Regions from separate parts of the Sus scrofa genome. Here regions 2 and 3 are each linked to region 1. The links are chromatin contacts, called in public HiChIP or PLAC-seq maps. All regions are on one chromosome and are shown on one strand. The core of a region is the stretch at or near the end of the contact, and the rest is flanking DNA. Distances in the headings are between cores, read along the strand shown. Region 1 overlaps LOC106508361 (a long non-coding RNA gene). Region 2 overlaps LPP (lipoma-preferred partner). Region 3 overlaps LPP (lipoma-preferred partner).

Region 1 (4,451 bases), core at 1,177-3,676:
TCTAACTTAGCACCGGAAGAATGCCAGCGGACCTGCTTGACACCCAGACCTCAGGTGTAGAGAGAGATCTTGGAGATGGAGTTGCTTTTTTGGCCAGGAACCCTAGCTGCCGCTGGGCCAGGCTGCCACAGCCCTCAAAACAAAGGGAAATGCGTAGGCGAAGGGAGCGCCTCTGCTGTTTTCTTTTAGATGGTCTAGAAGACTAAAGAAGTGAGGGCGAAATATCTGTACAGTGGTTTAGATTTGACACTCCCGCTGGGTCTGCAGGGAGGAGGGTGGGGGCGAGGGAGGCTCAAGACGTAAGAGGGGTGTCACTTTCTGTTGGACTGGGGAGACGAGGTGGTGGTGAGAAGGAAGGAGAGGGCTAGGCGGGAGCTGCTGCTGCGGTTCTCAGGGTGAGCCCAGCGCCGGCAGTCAGCTAGCACGTCTCGGTCCCTGCCCTTACTTGTTGACCCTGAACCTACAGCTCATTTGTATCTCTACGGAAAATCAAAAAGTGTTCATAACCCCTCATCTACATGTTCATCCTCATCCTCCCCCACACAACCCCTTATGCTTTTCAGGTTACGAGCCCTTTGACATCTTAAAAATCTCATCCGACCCACAAGACATCTCAGTGAAATAGGTGTTATTACTCGGACTTTTCAGAGGAAGAATCGGACCTTCAGAAAAGGAACTGAGGTTGTTCACATCACCTGTGTGTGGAGCTGAGACTGCAACAGAGCCTATTCTTCTGACTTTAAGATGAGTGCATGCCTCCAGCTCCCAAATGGCCACAAGGGTTGGAGTAAAAGTAATTCTTGACGTCAAGCTATTAGCTGAACTGACATGTTTCTGAGCGGCTGCTCGCCTGAGGACTCACAGAACCACTCTAAGGAAAGGAGGAGTCAATGCATTCCTAGACTCACTGAATCCAGGAAGTGGACAGAACCCTCACATTCTCTGGCCCACACCTTCAATATTCAGATGGGGGGAAACGCAGCCTACAGAGGAATATGGCACATCCAAAATCAGGTACTGAGTCAGGATCAAGGCTGGGACTTCACCCACTTGTCATTGTCATCTGCACAGACATACTCACTTCTGCTGGCTTTTTAGCCACCAGCAATATTATGAGATCGTAACTACTCTAAAAGCCTCAACGTCACTGTGAGGCAATGTAACATTTTCCACCAGCATGGACAGGGACAGAAGAACCATGGATGGAGGGAGGCCAGTATGCTCCCATCTCAGCTGTCATTTTGCATTTGATCCCTTCTGTGCCAGCAACTGGATTTATTGCTGGTTAGAACAGTGACTCACGGTCCTTTGACGCCAACCAACTAATTTATCCTGCTATGCTTAGTAGGTACAAATGTTTAGCATGTGGTCAAAAATAGAGATCCCTCACCCTCCACCCCGTCATCCCGGCCCTTAACTCTTGCTTGAGCTAAGGACTTTCTCAAACCCACGTCAAACTTTTGCCTCAAATGTAATTGGCTTTATTTTAGGTATCACTGACTTGTAACCCAGTCATGAAGGCTAGCAAAATATAAAAGGCAAGACTCTCACCTAGGAGTTCCCTGCCCCAAGTCTATCCTCACTTCTTTTTTAAAACTGATTTGTCACCTTTGGCAACTCATTTCTTCTCTCTGAGCCACATTATCCCCAAATGAGAGGGTTAAATTGGGTGAGTTTTGGTGGATTGTCTATTTTAAGGAGGTTCTTATAAGATTATGCTTTTATCAGAGGCATCTTGCTACATCTCAGGTTTTCTCTATCATCCTGATATGCTTTGGGGATGAGGCTCTGTTCTCAATGGAGTTCTGCTCTATTTCTAAAATGATGAGGAGCTCCTTGAAAGCTAAGAACGATGTCAGTTTAACCTGGGTGAAATTAACTTCAGGATTAGCAATGGGGGCACAACAAACTTCAGAACTTGACATGATTTAAGTTTTCTCTCTTGCATTACAGTATTTCTTTTGAAACCTACTTCCCAGGCCAAATGGACAGGGCACCCACTGTAAGCATCTAAGAAGTGAAAATGAATTCAGAGGAAAACCCTACAGGGCTAAAAATAAATGAGGTGTTTTATTTTAAAAGTCACAGATAGCTTTGACTCTGGAGAGCTGGCTGTGTATTGATTTTTCTAACATGACTGTGAGAACTTGGGTCTGAAACTTGAGTCTCTCCATCTACTTATTCAGCTAGTATTTCTTAAGTGCCTGTGTAGTGCCAGGCAGTTTGCTATGGCTGTGGGAAAACAGCCATAATATTAATACTACCCTGATCCTAAAAAACTTAAACTCTTCCAGAGATGATTTGGCAGGTGCCCAGATCATTAGGTTTTTGTTTGTTTTGCTTTTCAGGGCCGTACCTGTGGCATATGAAGTTCCCAGACTAGGGGTCGAATTGGAGCTACAGCTGCCAGCCTACAGCACAACCACAGCAACTCGGGATCCGAGACTTGTCTGTGACCTACATCACAGCTCACGGCAATGCCGGTTCCTTTAACCCATTGAGCGAGGCCAGAGATCACACCTTCATCCTCATGGATACTAGTGGGGTTGGTAACCTGCTGAGCCACGACGAAACTCCCGGGATCACTGTAGTTTAAGGCAGTGGCTTCAACACCAGGAGAAATCTTGGGGCTTCAGAGGAGGGTAACATTCTGTTTCCCTGACGGTGCTTCCCAGAGAGAGTGGCATCCTCAGTCTTGATGGGGATCAGCAAGATTTTAATTCAGTGTCAATAAGCCAGAGATGGGGGAGCTTGCCTCTTTGTGATTCTTTTTTTTTTTTCCTTTCATCTATAGAATGTGATAATAATAGTATCAGCCTCATAGACTTGTGAGTAATATGTGATTTCATATGTATTAAAGCTCTTAGAAAAGTTCCTGGAACATTGTAAGTGCTCAAAAACATTAATCATTATTTTTATTCTTAGCATCAGAGTAAAATTACCCTCAAAGTTTCTTACAGTCTCAAGAGCGAGATCCATGGAGGGAAGCCCCGTACCCATTGACTTTCTTCTAGGTTACAGTAAAGCCCCTCTGGTCTTCGCAGGTGTCTAGGGTGCAACTCACAACTGTACTGTCACTTTCTCCATCTCCCCCAACTTGTCTTTCTCTGTCTTTCAACCTCTAACACACACACACACACACACACACACACACACACACACGCACACATGCATGCACACACAAAAAGTGCTTCTCTCTGTAGGAGCTGGACTGTTTATCAAAAGCTCCAGGTGTAGGAGTGTTTCAAGTGATTTTTGGAAACTGATATAATTTCAGAGATAATAGGCATCAAGACTGTGGGTGTGAAATACAAACAATAGGTGAGTTCATATCGACATCTTTACATTGAGGAGAGGTGGGTTTTCCTTTTGATTGCTTTTTTTTTTTTTTTTTTCTTTTCCAAAAGCATCGTCATTTATTTGGTTTGACAACAATCTTTCCTCTGGAAATTAGACATCAAGACATACAACACAGGGGTGTAGCTGATTAATTGTAAGAAGGACTCAATCTCTTTTGAGCATGGCTTGGTCCTCCTTCAGGCATGGCAGCCTACAAAAATGAATTTGATATGAGTCATTTATTTTACATAAACCAAAGAGGTTACCCCTAAGATGAACTGTCTGGCTTACTGTTCCCCACCCCCACCGAGTCCCACACACCATCGCAGGAAGGCATTAGCAGTTTCAAAACTTGAACTTTCTCTCAAACATTTCTTTACTTGAACCAAGCAGAATTTCTACATTAAAAAAATAATTGTCACTGTGCCAGTTGTATTGAATGATTATGGACATGTTGTCCTTTCAGTTGAGATAATATTTCTCACTTACCATCTCTGTGGCAAATAGTGGAGAGAGGTTTGTGCTCCTGGATCCAGCTGTGGGTTTTTCTTTTTTTTTTTTTCTTCTCTCTGGTCACACTGAAAATGGACAAGTGATTGTGAGAGGCCGACCAAGATTTCTTGGTACCCCAGGATTAGGGTTGTTGCAGCTCATTTGTTCACCCCACACCTCTTCTGTTTTACAGATGGAAAGACTGAGGGCCAAAGAGAGAAAGTGACTTGCTGAAGGTCACGGAGGGGTTAGAATCTAGGTTTTCTGAATCGCAGTCCTGGCTTCTAATAATAGAACAAAAGATTAAAACACTAGCCTATAACCACAGTGCTCTTATAAAATGTAGTGATATGATACAATAATATCTGGCTTGAAATGGTTGTTATGGGCATAAATAAGATAATGAATGTAAAATCTTCATACAAAATCTTAAAACACAACCTAGGTGTTTGATAAAGACTGTAGAACATATACCCAAATCAAGGAAAAAATAAGAATTGTATTCTTCTTGCAAATAAAACAGAAGTTCCAAGGCCATTTGAAATGTATTTGCCTGTGTGCCTTCTTTCAGCCTGAAGTTTCCTCCATGTAGTTCGGCACTAGGGAGAGTCACGTCATTC
Region 2 (4,451 bases), core at 1,039-3,538, 590 kb before region 1:
ATTTGTAAAGTTACCTTTATCCATATAATTCAAAGAAGAGAAAAGAAACAAATATCAAACGCCTACTATTTTTTTCTAATTCCTGAAGACACTTCTGAAACTATTAAAGATACCCATTATTTGAGCTTCCGGAACTATGAAGGGGAAGAATTCAAGTGAGGGCCTGTTTTAAGTCCTAGGTACTAGGAAAAGAGAAAGTGCAATCTCTATAGGCCATAGGAAAACCACCCATCTCAAAGGTCGACTCTGCTGAATAAAAGCTCAGGATCCCTTCCTACAGGTATAAGAAAATTACACAGGTTTACTTGTGTATTTCTACTAGTATATTTCCTGCAGAGGAAGGGAATGTAATTTAAAAGACACTGAGGAATTATTCTAAGAAGTTAAAATTCATTTATAAGAAATTCTAGCAATTAAGTGTCTATCCCTGCCCCTGTCTTACTACCTAGAGTATTAGAATGACCCTGCAGGTGACACTTTGATCCATCACCAGGACATTCAGGAACTTTAAAGTCAACTCTGAAATGCCAAAAGTTTTGAGATATGAGCAGAATAGGAGTTCTAAGGGAGCTTACCATCTAAAGGGGAGAGCTATGTAGAAGTCAATAGATTATAATGTAGTCAGTTCATGGAATGAGGACAAAATGCACCCAAAAAACAAAACAAAACAAACAAACAAAAAAACAGATGCCATAAAATAGGACAATCATTTCAGCCCCAACTCTAGAAAGATGTTATGGGCTTCTCAGGATAAAAAGAAAATATAAGGCAAGCTTATTTTTGTTAATTATACTGATCGTTTTATTCCATTTATGAGCCATTTTCTATATGACATATACTGTGCTAAATGTTTATCTCTTTCAGTCTTCCCAATAATCTATGAGGTAGATAATATCACCGCCCCCCTCCTTAAGAAGAAGCACAGAATAAGATCAAATAAGACAACTGTGAATGTGACTAGGACTGAACTCCAGACAATGTAATTCTAGTCTTGTATTTAATGATTATTTAGTGTTGATTTCACCTAGACAAAGGAAAAGGAAAAACAAGCGTGAGCCAAGAGCTCAGAAGAGTGGTGAGAACTGTTTGTTTTTATGCAACAACCATCAAAGATGTAAATCCAGTGGTCCGATTTTTTTTTTTTGGTCTTTTTAGGGCCACACCCACGGCATATGAAAGTTCCCAGGCTAGGGGTCGAATCGGAACTGCAGCTTCTGGCCTACACCACAGACACAGTGACACAGGATCTAAGCCAACCTACATCACAGCTCATGACAAAACTGGATTCCCGACCCACTGAGGAAAGCCAGGGATCAAACCCATGTTCTCATGGATACTAGTTAAGTTCATTACCACTGATCTACCATGGGAACTCCCAAGTGGTCTGATTTTTAATCTTCATGGCAGCTGATCCACAGAGCAGTTAACTTATCCTTCACTCACTCCTGAAGTGCTTTTTCCCTATATCTTTGGAAGGCTCTGTCTCTTGATTCTCCTTCCACCTCATTATCACTGTTCATGACATCTCTAATGGTTCCTAGGTGTCTCCAAGAGATATCAAAATCTTGGCCCAAGGGCATAATCCACTATTTTAGATAATGTCACTCAGTATCAAAATTTTAAATTTGGATCTACTCATTTCTAACCAAGTCTATATTAAGTCAACACTTCATCCTTGAACCCCAGACTCAAATATGTAACTGTCTACCCAACTGCTATTTGGAAGGCTAAAGGTCAGCTCTAATCTAACATACCTAAAACCAAATTGCTGATCAAATTCTCATAAAAAAAAAAAAAGAATAAACCACAAAACTGTCTTGCTGTCCTCCTGACACCTCACCAAATTGAATCTCCATTCTTCTCATTACCTAGTAAAAACCTAGCAATCCCCCTGGAATCTTCCTTTGCTCTCATATTCTACATCTAATCTGTCCCCAAAACTTGACATTACCATCAAAATATATCTGGAACCTCACTACTTCTTAGCAGGTGCCCCATACCTGCCCACCAACTATCATTTCTAGCCTACATTCTATCCTCCATAAAGCTGCCAGAGGGATCGCTAATGTAAGTTTGATCACATGACGAGGTAATGGTTCTTGGTACCTCCTGCCCTTATCTTTTCTCGTTCCCTGTAGATCACTCAACTCCAGCTTTACTTGGCTACTTCAGTCTTTCTCAAATAAGCCAGGTGCCAGCCAGGTTCCTCTCCCAGTGCTTTCATACTTCCTCTGTCTGGAACACGCTTTCTCCTGTTCCAAATATCTGCATGGCTCACTCCCTCACCTATCTGAGATTTCTGCTCAGATATCACCTCCTCATAAAGCCTGCTCTAACTGCCTTATATAAAGCAGCCACAATTAATCCACTCCAACCAAAGCATTCCCTCTCCTTTTGTCTGCTTTATTTTTCTCTACAGCACTTATTTCTATCAGACGTAAATGTTTACTTGTTTATCTGCTTATGATGCCTCTCTCCAGAGGAAAAGTAACCATTTAAGGAAATACATTCTGTTTTATTCATAGCTGCACCCTCACTCTCTAGAGGAGACTTGTCACCCAACAAGTGTTTAATACATAGTTGTCGTGATAATGAATAAATGGCTCCTCTTGTTACTCTTGTTGGAGTTCTAGAAATAAGACTCAACTTGAAGAATCCAATAGCATAGAAAGTGATGTAACAGTGTAAGCACTTCTAAAAGTGGCTTGTTGATTTAGAATCAAAGTAACATATTATATGTCACCATAGATTTGGACTGTGAGTCATAGACTATTAAACTTGGGAGGCAGCTGTGCTGGACTAGAAAGAAATAGGAGTCAGGTGATGATGGTTCCAGTCTTGGCAGTGCCACTGACCTACTGCATGACCTCAGACAAACAGCTTCATCCCTGTGGGCTCTCCTAGTTTACCCGTATAAACAACAATCCACCTCAAATTTCTTAACATTTTCTAGTTTGGTATGAAATTCAACTACTACTTGTTCAAAAGATATCCTTTCTGAGTTTGTGTAGAGATCATTTCACTGTTGCCAATTCTACTTTCAAGTCAGGAAAGAAGTCATTTTGAAATGGCACACCTTTTTTGAAAAAAAAAAAAGTTATCTAATTTACATCTAAAGCAGGAGATAGAAGCTTTTTCCTCTCCATGCACCACACTGGACGTTAGATGTTATCAGCTACAACACAGAAGAAATGAGTATTCAGGATGCTAAACACTTCCAGAAACCCACAGGCATATGTGAAGACACATACACACAAACACACATGTGAAATTCACACATGGAAAACAGCTTGCAGTCTTCCTTCAAATATGCTCACTTCCTATTCTTGATATGCAGCCACACAGAAGCATTTTCTCATAAGTTGTAGAGATGACCTTTAGAAATACACCTCCCTCTTTATTCCTCAGCCTGCAATCCCATGAAGATCAAAGCCAGTTTGTTCTTCTGCATTAACATTTCTGTGATCAGATATAATGTGGCACCTTGATTCTATCTGCATCAAGGCCTCTTCTCACAAGTGACTCACTTGGTAGAAGTTCAGGCATTGAACACTGCTCTGACACGGTCTCCTTTGAGGTTGATTCCACCTTGATGGTGTTACAAGCCAACATCCTGTTTAGCTGCTTTCCTCTGCAACACAACAGGTAATTGGAACTGACTGAACAATAAATCTCAATTTCCTTGTTCCATCAGGAGAATCTTTCAATTTACTAGGCTCCTTCTATTTACTAGCTCCTTCTCAGCTTTACGAATCATTCCCAAACAAGTACACAAGTTAACTGCCCACTTTTACATTAAAGGCACAGGGAAGTGGTGTCGATTCTTTCGTTAGACTTCTTAGATCTGTTTCTGCAGGACCCCAGAGAAAGCTGGCTATAGCACTTGTATTGAATACATGAAGAAACCATCTACTTGCTCACTCAAACTCCTGTCAGCTCCAGAAGGCACAAGTTCCATGTACCACTGTGCCAAGAAACAGGCATGTCTTTGTCCTCCTAAGCACCCCTTGCTGCTACCAAGTTCCAGTTTATAAAATCTGAGACACCTTTGTCTGATGAAAGCCATCCTGAACTTTTCATGCAACAAGTCACGGACCAAGAATGGCATTTCCTCAGCTTCCACAAAAACTAAATAGGGGAAGAGGGGGGAAAAGAACATGGTAAAAAGGTAAAAATGAATGGGGAACATAATAATATGCATATGATACAGAGTATGTCCCAGTATACTAAGCCAAAAAATAGACTTAATTTTCTTATAGAAATAAATTCAAAGGATTGTCAGGTACCACCAAGTTACTTACTTCAATAGTTTAACTTCATTATAGGCTAAATATCCTTGTACTAAAAGGAAGTGAATAGTTCCTGGTTGACATCAGGATAGCTTCAGAAATCTTTCCATAAAGTACAAAACACACTTAATGATCTGACTTCATCTCTTCTTACTTACATCC
Region 3 (4,451 bases), core at 1,025-3,524, 530 kb before region 1:
GGGTGGGGAGGCCTCTTGGAAAAGGAAGTTTAGGGTATATAATGAAAACCAGTCAAAATAGCAGTGAAATCACTTAATGAGTTCATTTTTTTTCTAATAAAAGGTGCTTTGCCATGTTCCGTGACACTCCTGGTAACATAGTCATTTGAAAAGGCATGAATAAGGAAATAGTGAAGGAGGAAACTGAAAAGGCTTGAGAATTCAGAGACCACATCACAGCCTGCTGCTGTGTACCAATGGGCATGTACTACAGGGAAAACAGGGGCTTTGCTACCTTCCAATGGATCTCAATAACTAATAAAACACTTTGATGCTTGTTGTTCTGCTCTTGGCATGTGAATCTAAGGGAAACCCATTCCCTGGCCAGCCTCCACTAATTAAACACACACAGTGACAACTGGATACACCCGCCCTATGGCTGCCCTGGTATTTAAAGGACTGTATGTTCCTGATCTAGATAAAAGATAAAAGTTTGCAGTGCAAGCTAGCAAGGTCTACCAAAATAGCAGATCCAGAGTCACCCCTAAGCATATTTTCTCCCTAAATTCAGGGATTATAAATTCATTTATAATTTGAGAGTACATCATCACCACAAAAATAAAAAATAAAAGAAGCAAGCAAACAAGGATTCTTCCATATGGCAGAACTGTTGAAAAAGAATACAAATAAGAAGAATGGAAAAATAATCCAAAGCCATAAAACAGGAGTTCCATAAGGAAGAAATAGGCAAGTGAAAAATCAAAATGCGTTTTTCCCAACATCACAAGAAAATCCCGCTTAGCCAAATAAAAAGTTGACTTCTTAGATCAAACAGATTCACTGAATGCTGAGCAGAAATATTGCAGTGAGGGCAAGGGAAACTATCTAGAAACTAATAAAACTGCTGAATTCCACTAAAAAAGCTTACAGAGGAAACAAGAGTTACTAAAGTGGGAAAAGAATCAGACTGGCATCAGATTTCTCATCAACAACACTGAAGACTAAATGATACAAAGTAATAACATAGAAATCTTTGTTGAATATTAATAAGGAAATTTGACCCTATAATTCTACTAGAGCCAAACTTTTACTTAACTATGAAGCTAAAAACCTTTTTTGAGAGTCATTTTCAGATATACAAGGACTCAAAAAATATATCACATATATAGATAGCCTTTCAAAAAAACTATTTGATAAAGAATTGCAAGAGAAAAATAAAAATTTTAAAAAAGAATCAGGATGATGAATTCAAGGAAAAAAAATAGCAAATAAGAAACAATGTAATAAAAAAATAAAAGCTATGGTTTATTAATAATGTGGTACAATTTAATGTGGAAAGTAATTCTTTATAAAGAAGTGCTTAAAGATTAATATGTTTCAATACAGTCTCCAAGCTGTTAACAGTACTTTAGTTGAGACAGAGAAAAGAGTGCTCAGACTTCATAAGGGGGATAAGGTGTGTAGTATGACTATCATAATTTTTCCTTGATAGAGAAACATGTTTGAAAATATTTAATTCATATTGTTTTATTTATTTACATTACTAGAAAAAAAAGGCATTAACTTTTTAGACAGAGCAAAAAATAAATATGTTTCAGCTTTCAAGCAATCACTAAAATTCTCAATGGGAAAGACAAAATGGAATAAAAACTTCCACTGACTCAGAAATAACCAACTGAAGTTTTGCTTAACTCTGGGTAAAGGAAATTTTCTGTAATATGTAAATACTGTAAAGTACTCCCTACAGCGAGACTCAGGAGCTAAAACAAAACTAGCCTCATTGGTTATCCCAACACACAACAGACGTGACCACAACAAATTTCACTGCTGGATGCCTACATGTGTCCTGAATTATTTCAATGTAGCGGCAACAGTGGTAATTGGGTTGATATGGTCAAATAAGTGTGTGTACACATATTCCACTATAGATCTCAGGAAAAAAGGTTACCTTTTTAAAACAGGGTCTTAAAAAACAATGAAGAAAAATTATGACAGTTCATGAAAAATGGTCAAATTACTAAATGAATCATTGGAATACTCCCTATTGGCTCTGGCTGCTACTTTCAAAGAAGTTTTTATGTTTAGATACCAGAAATCTCTCTTTTATCATCTGAATACCCAACTGGAGGATAATTCAGAGCACAAGGCAGAGGAAATCCTTGACATTCACCCCTAGAAATTCACAGTGACCAGAGCCTGTGAAATGCCTAAGAACCTACCACCTCTGCTAAACTGACCCTGACCTCCACATGTGGACCGTAAAAGGAGGAGATAATCATGAAGCAAGCTGCTGCTGCTACTGCCGTTGCCAGGGTCACAAACAACCTTACAAATCAACTAGGGCCTCATTAACCCAAGGCCCAAAGGAACAAGGCAAAAGGCCAGGAAGAAATAAGCATATCAATCACTCCTTTGGTATGTTTTCATGGATCAAGTTATGTTTGTATCCTCACTGCACAGGAAGGACAAGTACTTCATAGCAGATTAAAACTTCTGCTGACAATTCTGGTTTTGCTCTAGCAATACCACATCTCCATTCTTAATTTACGAAGCCTGGATCCCCTTTTGCACCCTGCCTCTTCCTTCCTCACCCCACTACCAGGCAGCAGAAGGGATGAGCTCTATGGAAGGGTATGTCCAAATCATATAAAGCAAGGCCTGCTCCCTATTTCTGTGAGCTCATGAATGAATGTACGCGTGGCTGTGGGCCTGAGTCCTCTACGTCTACAAAGAAAATCCTTTCATCCCATACCTTGTTTCATGATAGTCCTAGACTAAGGGTCACACAATACAGATCCCAGGGCCAATTCTACCAAAGCATCAGTAGGTTTGTAAGCTATTATTGACAAATTAAATATACACAATAAGTAAATGGATAAATGACTGTAATCCACCATTCGTCTTACAAGTATAAGATCTTTGAAACTGTTTTCACAAGGATAGAAATGAGGTGGGCTAAAAACTTTTGGAAAATGACTTTAAGAAAAGACCTTAAATGATTTCAGAAGTTTTCTCTTCTTCCTTCTTTTTTCAGCAAACTCTGGGCATTTCCCCAAGTTCAGTGCATAGCTCACAGGACACTATTTTCACCTCTTTCAGGAGCTTTATGACGACTTCCTTGAGGTAAACCTACCTACACATCTCTCTCTCTCCTGGCCTGACACTCTGAATATGCATCATTTTCTAAGAGCGTAGGAAGAAAATCAGTGTGAGGAAACCATAAAGGGATGAATTTCAGTTCAATGAGAGAAAGATATTGTTAATACTTAGAGTAACCAGCAATGGACAAAACAGTCTGCTCCCTGAGGGAGGGGCTGAAGTTACTTTTCAAAGGCAGCCATCCTGCCTGGATGGATGGGAAAGGAGATGGGACCTGGATGGGTAAAAGCCCTGTATCACAGGCATGTGAAAGTAAGCCATGGTCTGTATCACAAAGGGGCAGAGTGATGAGGCAACAGCTGGAGGTCATGAAAAAAAGCCAAGCAGAGATGTCATAAAATGAGGAAATTAAATATAGGGCACCTGAAGTCAAAGCCATCAGGTATCAGCGAGTAAATCCCTGAGGAGCTCCAGGAAGCCTACTAGACAACACACCCCTATTTGCACAGGGCTTCCCACAAGGGATGAGAGGGCTCAAAGCACCACTTGGCATCCCACAACAGACCTGAGGATGGCAACCTTATATTTAAAAAAACAACAAACACACACAATGATTTCAGAATATTCCTCAGAATATTCTGTATTCCTATTCTTCTTGGGGAGTGCCCGTCGTGGCTCAGTGGTTAGCGAATCCGACTAGGAACCATGAGGTTGTGGGTTCGATCCCTGGCCTTGCTGAGTGGGTTAAGGATCCAGCGTTGCCGTGAGCTGTGGTGTAGGTTGCAGACTCAGCTCGGATCCCGCGTTGCTGTGGCTCTGGGGTAGGCCAGCAGCTACAGCTCTGATTCAACTCCTAGCCTGGGAACCTCCATATGCTGTGGGAGCAGCCCAAGAAATGTCAAAAAGACAAAAAAAAAATTTAAAAATATTCGGGTTCTTCTTACTTTATTGCCTATAAAGCCATTCCCCCATCTGAAAATTAAGATCCTAATTGGTCATCAAAGTTCAGTTCAATCAAAATTGTTTCCAAGAATCCTACTTGCATGTTTCTAGTCATAGGTAATTTATTACCCCCATCCTCTAACACAGAACAGGAATTAAGATTGTACTTCTGATCGAAACATGATGACTGAAGCATAATTTTCCATGAAACACTTTATTTTAGAATTTGTCTAAATATGCATCTCCCAAGCTTGCACCAGAGGTTATTACCTGATCTATTCCTTTGCCATCAACATTGCCTCACATGTAATAGCCACCCATACACATTTTATTAAATTGAAAAGAATTAGATGATTCAAATAATGGAAAGGCCCTTGAGTTATGATCTCTAATTCCCTTGCAAATTCTATGACATATGCTCCCGCTTTAAA

Evidence for each region. HiChIP or PLAC-seq counts read pairs in DNA pulled down with a chosen protein or histone mark.
Region 2: an H3K27ac HiChIP or PLAC-seq map of skeletal muscle shows a contact between it and region 1, with 2.8 times the contacts expected there. The contact joins two enhancer-like sites. A contact is called at or near these places in 1 of 47 Hi-C or Micro-C datasets (skeletal muscle) and 1 of 2 datasets of contacts at active chromatin or transcription factors (skeletal muscle).
Region 3: an H3K27ac HiChIP or PLAC-seq map of skeletal muscle shows a contact between it and region 1, with 2.8 times the contacts expected there. The contact joins two enhancer-like sites. A contact is called at or near these places in 2 of 2 datasets of contacts at active chromatin or transcription factors (alveolar macrophages and skeletal muscle).

Annotation. Positions count from the first base shown.
Region 1 is chr13:125,553,831-125,558,281 of Sscrofa11.1, reverse strand. LOC106508361 (a long non-coding RNA gene) reads right to left here. Exons shown (of 2, transcript XR_001304512.2): 1 at 3,829-4,451; 2 at 3,347-3,550. LOC110256388 (a long non-coding RNA gene) reads left to right here. Exons shown (of 2, transcript XR_002337801.1): 2 at 564-2,084. Among named protein-coding and RNA genes, the nearest start is that of BCL6, 170 kb to the right of the region's middle. Within about 2 kb of position 2,426, at least 3 of the 83 cell types and tissues checked have an H3K27ac peak or open chromatin away from gene starts, as enhancers often do. A contact at or near this core is called in skeletal muscle, where this site is marked.
Region 2 is chr13:126,142,483-126,146,933 of Sscrofa11.1, reverse strand. All of the region lies in intron 5 of LPP (lipoma-preferred partner), which reads right to left. Among named protein-coding and RNA genes, the nearest start is that of MIR28, 140 kb to the left of the region's middle. Within about 2 kb of position 2,288, at least 5 of the 83 cell types and tissues checked have an H3K27ac peak or open chromatin away from gene starts, as enhancers often do. A contact at or near this core is called in skeletal muscle, where this site is marked.
Region 3 is chr13:126,087,969-126,092,419 of Sscrofa11.1, reverse strand. The region is part of intron 4 of LPP (lipoma-preferred partner); the gene reads right to left. Among named protein-coding and RNA genes, the nearest start is that of MIR28, 190 kb to the left of the region's middle. Within about 2 kb of position 2,274, at least 6 of the 83 cell types and tissues checked have an H3K27ac peak or open chromatin away from gene starts, as enhancers often do. A contact at or near this core is called in skeletal muscle, where this site is marked.